2 separate regions of the Rattus norvegicus genome follow, and region 2 is linked to region 1. The links are chromatin contacts, called in public Hi-C maps. All regions are on one chromosome and are shown on one strand. The core of a region is the stretch at or near the end of the contact, and the rest is flanking DNA. Distances in the headings are between cores, read along the strand shown. Region 1 holds the start of Atad1 (ATPase family, AAA domain containing 1). Region 2 overlaps Rnls (renalase, FAD-dependent amine oxidase).

Region 1 (3,824 bases), core at 1,185-3,684:
TCACTCAAGAGGATTTTTTTTTTCTAGTTCCATCCATTTGCCTGCAAATCCCATGGTGTCATTTTTTTTTTTTCTTCTCTTTTCTTTTTTTCGGAGCTGGGGACCGAACCCAGGGCCTTGCGCTTGCTAGGCAAGCGCTCTACCACTGAGCTAAATCCCCAATCCCTTTTTTTTTTAAAAAGACAGCTGAGTGATACTCCATTGTGTAAATGTACTACATTTTCTTTTTCCATTCTAATGTTGAGAGACATCTAGTTTGTTTCCACTTTCTGGCTCTGATGAATACAGTTGCTATGGACACAGTTGAGCAGTTGTCCTTGTGGTAGGATGGAGCGTCCTTTGGGCAGTAATTTGATCTCTTAAGGCCTAGATGAAAGAAATCTCCTAAATTAAAACATTAGGTACAGCAGAGATAGGCAGACCACTGGAAAGGAAATAAGCATCAACATTTATTTTGATCATGTATACTGTCTTATGACTCTCTGCCCCCAAGTCTCCAAGCTTGGACCAGATGTATTATCACATATCTTTACTTAATAAACCCACTTTGTTTTAAGATTTATTTATTTTATGTGTATGAGTACACTGTTACTATCTTCAAGCATGGCAGCAAAAGAGGGCATCAGATCTCATCACAGATGGTTGTGAGCCACTGTGTAGTTGCTGGGAATTGAACTCAGGACCTCTGGAAGAGCAGACAGAGCTCTTAACCACTGAGCCATCTTTCCAGTTTCCCCGTTTTGTCTTAACTCCTTTTTATGTATTGTTGATGATGAGAGGAGGAGGAGGAGAATGCATAGTCAAGGATCTGACTTTATCTGGAGGTCCCAGCGACAGTGATGGCAATACTGTCAACTGACAGAACCGACAAGGTCTAGAATCACAGAGAAAAGTCCCTAGGCATACTTGAGAAGGAATCTCTGGACTAGGCTAATTGATAGACTCATTGTGAACTTGAGCAGACCAGATATTGGCCCAAACATAAGGGAGCCCCAAAGATTTACATTCATTTTGCTTGCCTTTTCATATGCTGGCGAGTTTCTAGTATTTCTGCCATTGTTAATATTGCTGTCTCTGGCATCTTTCACTGAAATCAGAATCCAGATTCTTACTCCTAAAGACTAGTAGTAGTGGTCTCCAGGCATCCTTAAAGCTTTTGGAGTCTTGTTGGACGGCTGAGGCATGTATCCTCCAGCACTGTGCAGCTACCAGAACAGCCATTGTTGGACCACTCAAGACTACGCTGTGTCAACCAACCTAAAATTAAAACAAAAACCCAAACTCCTTAATATCTATTCATTCTAGTGAACCCCAATACAGTCCTTTAACAAGGAACTTTCCAGGACCTGGCAGCACTGCTGGGCTGTCTCTCCCCACAGCTATTGACAAACATTGTTTACTAATATAATTGTCAGCAGAGGGAGGAAGCAGTGTGTTACTATGTGGTCCAGGATATAAAGCAATTCTCCTTGCTTAGCCATCCCAATGCTGGAAAAACAGGCATGGAATACTAAGCCCAGCTTGGCTGCAGAATTCCTTAGTCCTTAAAGATGATCCTGACAACAGAGCGAAACAAATTGCCTCCTCCAGGAATATAAAGAGGTCTTAAGAAATCTGTCTTATTCCTTCGTAGTCCCACTGCCTTTATCTGAAGCGATGATGTCCCTTTTGTTTAGAGGCAGTGTTTACTTATCTTGTTCCTTGGTAGTGTATATATTCAGAAGTGGCTGGCTTTTAGATATGGTTCCTTGGAATCTTGGTGTCACGTCCCTCACTTCGCAAGAGGAAGGGGTAAATGAAAAAAAAAAGCCATCAATATGCAAAACCTGTCACCAGATGCCCTATTCTGACCCAACTGCCAGACCTCTCTTGTCTGCCTGACTGCTCAAGCGTTCAGCAGTCTCTCAGGCACCACCTCCAGGTGTCATCAGTACAGAGATGGGGGAGGAGGGGTGAGCTCACCCTAGAAACCGAAAGGCAGATGGTGAGGCCATGCGCGTCTGCGCAGCAGCGTGAGGACTTGCAGCGGGTGGTGGAAGTTTATCAAACCAGGGAAGCATTTCTTTGCCTTCTGTAAAAGGCTTCTCTCTCTCTCAGGGTTGTGTACAGCTCCAGAGTAGCAAGGGATTTCATGTGTCAAGCGTCTTTCCCAGTTAGGTTTCTGAGTCTCTGAAGCTGAACTAAGAGCCCTTTGGAGAGCACTCTGTTCATCCTATCTACCTTTCTGAATGTATCGGCACAGCGGATACTAGATCGCTATTAGTGTAGGTTGGGGAAACTAGATCGCCCTGCACTGCGCCACCGTCTCGGTGCCTTAGACTGGCACACCGGCTCGGCAGGGACTGCGCATGCTCCGTGCGGGGGCGGGGCTCCAGCCCCCGGAAGCGTTCTCTCCCAGGCCGCATTTCTTTCCTGTGCGAGGCCGGGCTAATGCTTCTGTCGTCTCTGGTCTTACCTCTGGGTGAGTAGCGGGTTCCCGCGGGGCCGGGCCAGGTGCGTCCCCTATCCCTCCCGGTCCCCCAGGGCCTGGCGCTCACCTGGGGAGACCAGCCCGACAGTCACCTGCCCCCACGTTGGTCACATTTGAGCGCCGCCCGGATCCAGCGGATTAACCTCCAAGGGCGTCCGGGGCCTCGCCTTGGCGCCCGGCCCGGCGCAAGCCCTTAGGTCTCAGCGCTGGCGGGAGACTCCGGCCACTCACAAGGACATCTCTTGTAGGCGGCCTGGTCACTGGAGGATTGGGGGCCCTCAGGGCGACCTCAGGACCAGGCTTGTAAGAGGGCGGCTGGAAGGAGCCGGTCCGCTCGTGCCGGCCCTGCTCCTCCCTCTTTGTGCAGAGGCGGAGGTGTTTCTTCAGTGCTGGCCATGCTTTCACACAAGATGCTGATGTTAATAAGGACCTGCCCTCTACGCGAAGCCTGGCCTAATTCATTGTCACAGGCTGCGTCTTCAGGGCCTTGATAGGCACAGAGTTGGGACTTTGAGTTGAGAGACCATTTGTAGAACACTGCAGTGAACTTAGGAAATACTGCAGTATAAACGTTAGTAAGTTGCTCAGAGACAGGGTATCGACACCGAAACCAGAGTTTAAAGTGAAAAGATTTAAAATTATATTCGTTTAAAGGTGATTGTGAATTTCACTGGTCTTGTGGTGTTTCTTAGCTGTATGCAGCAATGCGTATATTTTGATAAAATAAGTGTTGATGCAAAATTGAAATACATTCTCTACACTTGCAGCTATTTCGCATCGTGGATATATCTATCATGCTTAGGTTTTATGAATGATAGATGGATATGTATATATATATCTCATCTGTGGAGACTGTATAAAGAAAGTATTTCCAGTCACTGCCTACAAAGCAGAATGTTTCAGTTTCATTTCAGGATTTTGAAGTCACTTAAGGATTTAGAGGAGCAGTAGTCTTTTGTTTTTATGTTTGAGTTTTGAGATACGGTTTCTCTGAGTAGCCCTGGCTGTCCTGGAACTCTGAAGACCAGGCTGGTCTCCAGCTTAGACATCTGCCTGCCTCTACCACCCAGGTGCCAAGATTAAAGGCGTCAGCCACCATCAGCCGACAGTTTTTCGAGTTCTTTATATATTGTGGACATTAATCCTCTGTCAGACAGTTGGTAAAGACATCCTCCCATTCTATGGGTTTCCTCTTTACTCAAATTTTAGCTGCTGCTACCACCACCAACCTCTGCCTAGACACGGAGTCAATTGTCTTAAATCTGCCTTGAGTCAATGTTAATACTGGACTAGGAAGACATAGAAGCAAGAGATTTGTCTGTTGGTGGTTTTTTCGATAGGATTAAAAAATTGT
Region 2 (3,715 bases), core at 644-3,143, 540 kb before region 1:
CGGGGGGGGGGGCTGTTCTTCCTAACGTGCATGGAGATGTTCCTTGGGCGATGTTTTCAAGCTCTGTGTAGCGAAGGGCAGGGAGCCCTTCACCCTTTCTGCATCTCCCACTAAACTGTAGCTCATGTGGCTGCTGGTGGTCTGTGATCAGAGGATTAGCTCTCTGTTCCTCAGAAGAACTCCAAATTGTTCTCTCCAGAGACTGTGGTGTCAACAGCCCTGGATTAGAGCTGGATGAGCTCAGCTTTTTTCTTACTAGCTGTGTAACCTAGGGAATGTCATTTCACTTCTGCAATCCTTGAAGGTCCTTCTGAAGACAATATCAGTGATTATACGGAGCCCATTTTGTAAAAACTGTAAACAGTTACATAAATAGTTATTTTTGTCCTCCTTGTCATCTCAGCTGCCACCTTTGTTACAAATAACCTGCCATTCATTTTGCCCTGTCCCCCTCCCTTTGCTTCTTGCCTGCTTCTTCTACCTCCTGTCTTTTCTGCCAGATAAATTTGCTTCCCTGCAAAAGGCTGATTATTTGGAGACATCATCACTAGCCAATCAGAGCTCAGCATTCCTTCTGGCTGGTAAGCCAATCAGATGCAAGCTCCAGGTCTCCTTTCAGTGTTGCTAGGGTTTCAGGTCTACTTCTAAAAACTGGCTTGCTTGCTGCTGGTTCATTCTGTCCCTCTCTTCCTCCAACCCCCCTCCCCATCCCCTTGCTCTCCAAACCCTTCCCTTTCCCTCCTCCCCTCTTTTGGGTTTGGAGCAATTCCAAATGCTTAAGCCTTCCGGAAGTTTGGGTTATTATGAATAAGCAAGGTTTAACTGTGTATTTTTTCCCTTGAGAAACAGGGCAGCTTTTCCACATTCGACTTTGAAAGCATGTGTTTTAGCAGCTTAATGTCCCTTGGTCCATAAAACCGAATTTAGTTGTGTTTAAGGGAATTTTTTTGGTGCGGAGTGACTTTTATTCAGATGACTAGAAGATAAACTGGCATTGAACTTGGCAGTGAGACATCTTGTCATTTGAACCTCATTGGGCTAACACAGCGGATTCTAAGTATGTCAAAGCTGATGGTGGAAGATAATATTTGATAGCACTCAGTTGTTCTGTTCTATCTTGAACTTTCAGTGATGGGATTAGTGGTGAAAGTCACTGGTCAGCAACGATGGGGACTCTCACTTTATGGCTAAGTGGGTGTTCCTTCCATCACATCTGGACCCATGGGTCCTCTTTAAATGCTCTCCAGCTGGGCGAGTGAAGATGCCCTCGACACAAACTGCCTCTGCCTCCCGAAAGCATAAGGGCGATGCCAGATTGACTAGGAGAAAACAGCAACAAGAGCTATGTCTTTCTCCTAACCTTTGCTGCATTCTTAAGAGCTGGAGCAGCATAAGGATTCACAGTGTAAAATGACCCAAGACAGGGGGCACAAAGCCAGAATTCTGTCAGAAGAAGCTTAGAAAAGCTTAATGATTAACAAAGGAGTCGCTGCCTTCGGGCTCTGACCTTTAGAACTAACCAGCTTTAAGCTTTTGGTTCTAGCCCTTCAAGTCACTTGTATCAAAGAAAAAGGTACTTCCTAAAGACATTACCGTCCATCCATTCAAAAAAGAAAAAAATATAGAAGAGAAAAGGTGTCAGTACTAGGGAATGTGTTCTCAGACAGCATGGTCTTAGTCCTAAAAACAGTATTAATTGTTCACATATTTTAATTATTTATTTGGGGAGGTAGCCTTTAAGGAAGGCCTTGGTGTTAGTGCATATCCTGCAGGTGAAATGTATGAAATTTGGTTAACATGGTAACGGCTCTAAAAATACCTAGGCTACAGTTTAACCACAGAGTTTCCTCCTTAACGTAAAAGAGCCGCTGCCATGAGGTGCTCGAAAGTGCAACAAGAGCCACGTCTGACTCCGTGCAAGCAGCCTCTCGAGTCAGGCCTGGCAAGGACGGTGCACTGCCACTCGGCATCAAAGCAGCAATTAAAGTTTCGTGAGACCATCCGACAGAGCGCAACCCAGCTGATCCAAATGTCTACGCATTCTCCTCTCCCTGTCTCTACCTCTTCTGCTCCCACCCACAGCAACCAAGCAGGGTGTGGCAGGGGTTCAGTCACTATAGCGTGACCACAGGGCCTCACCCAAGGAAAAACGTGGGTCGCAGAGACCCAAGCGGGTAAGGAGGCTACAGCAGTTTTCCCAGCACTCTCTGCGGAGACTCAGATAGAGGGTGCAGGGAAGGTAAAATTGCTCACTTGAGGTTTTTTATCCGAGAGGCCCTCGCTTCACAGAACAAAGGGTGGTGGAGGGTGTGACCTTTCCCTGGATGGCTTTGCAGTTGCCCAGGTCAGGCAGGTTCCTCTGAGCTCTAAGTCTCCTTACAGGGTTAAGAGATTTCTTACAAAAATCAGTCTGTCAAGGTTGCATGACTTGGTAAATGAAACCACTGACACCCGTTTATACTAGAATTTCAGATAAACAATGAATAATTTATTTAGTAAAAGAATGTCTGGTGCAATATTTGGGACATTGAAGACATTCCTTGTTCATCTGAAATTCAGATCTGGGTGTTGTGTGTTCTACCTGGTAACTCCAGTAAAATCCTCTGGGCTTCTTCCGTAGACTTCTCACCTCCGAGAGCCTGGACTGTACTGTTTGCTTAAGGCCTTTCCCTTCGGCTTGTTTTGGTTTTGTTTGGTTTTGCTTTACCCTGCCTCTCAGACCTCGGGTGGCTTTACAGACCCAGAGGTGAGGACATGAAGTAGCAACTGCTAAGCTCTGTCTCATCTTAGTGTGTGTGCTTTTGATGCATGCAATGTTTTTGTAATATTTCATTTTATGTGCGGGGGTGCCTTGCCTGCTTGTATGCCTGTGCACCGTGTATGTGTCTCGTGCCAGCAGGGGCCCAAGGAGGGCATCAGATCCCCTGGAACAGGAGTGAGGTAGCTGTGAGAGGTCCTGACGGTGCTGGGAATAGAAGATAGGTCCTCTGAAACCGCCTTTGCAATGCCCCTACCTACTGGGCCTTCTCTCCTGCCCAGTGAATGGTCTTTTGGAGGGGGTGTCTCTGGCTGTCCTGGATCTTGCCAGTTTGGCCTTGAACTCACAGAGATTTACTTATCTCTGCCTCCCAAGTGCAGGGACTAAAGGAATGTCTAACCATAGGCTGAATGGTCTGTTTAACTAGCACAACCTTCTGTGTGATAGGCTACTTAGAGTCTACAGAAAGAGCATGTGACCTGACCAAGGTCACACAGCTAACAAGCACCAAAGCCAGGCGAGACGGACGCTAACTAAGCTGCTGACTCGGTTGCCATGGCACCAGCGCTGTTAAGTGTGGCTTTGGTGGTTAGTTCACACTAGGCTCTCCCTAGTGCTTCACACTTCATAAGCGAAAGACACCACCTGCCAGCTGAACTAGGACTGTTCTCCCTCAACTTAGACAAACCACCGTGTTTGTCTCTTTTCTGTCAGCGTACCTCCAGCATACTTCTGATCGCTCTTCCCTGGAGTAGCTCTAAGTGCTCTCTGCATGTTGTATGTTATGATCTATATGATGTGGCTATGTGGTCTCTTAAGTGGTACTGAGGCTGTAGGAATAGTGATTACAATTTCCTACTGAGGGATTCAAAAGCCATGGCTCCTAGGTGTCGAGCATTTATTGAAAGCCACACATCCTATACTTGGCACCTAAGAAGTTCAGATTTAAGTCGGAAT

The links. A called contact is a pair of places that touch in the nucleus more often than the background predicts.
Region 2: a contact with region 1 is called in a Hi-C map of kidney, with 8 times the contacts expected there. The contact joins the enhancer-like site here to the promoter of Atad1 in region 1. A contact is called at or near these places in 12 of 12 Hi-C or Micro-C datasets (the A7r5 cell line, the Rat2 cell line, Schwann cells and 7 more) and 1 of 1 datasets of contacts at active chromatin or transcription factors (oligodendrocytes).

Annotation. Positions count from the first base shown.
Region 1 is chr1:240,000,567-240,004,390 of GRCr8, reverse strand. Atad1 (ATPase family, AAA domain containing 1) reads left to right here and starts at 2,434. Exons shown (of 10, transcript NM_001035002.1): 1 at 2,434-2,461.
Region 2 is chr1:240,539,384-240,543,098 of GRCr8, reverse strand. All of the region lies in intron 4 of Rnls (renalase, FAD-dependent amine oxidase), which reads left to right. Among named protein-coding and RNA genes, the nearest start is that of Rnls, 180 kb to the left of the region's middle. Within about 2 kb of position 1,893, at least 43 of the 93 cell types and tissues checked have an H3K27ac peak or open chromatin away from gene starts, as enhancers often do. A contact at or near this core is called in kidney and liver, where this site is marked.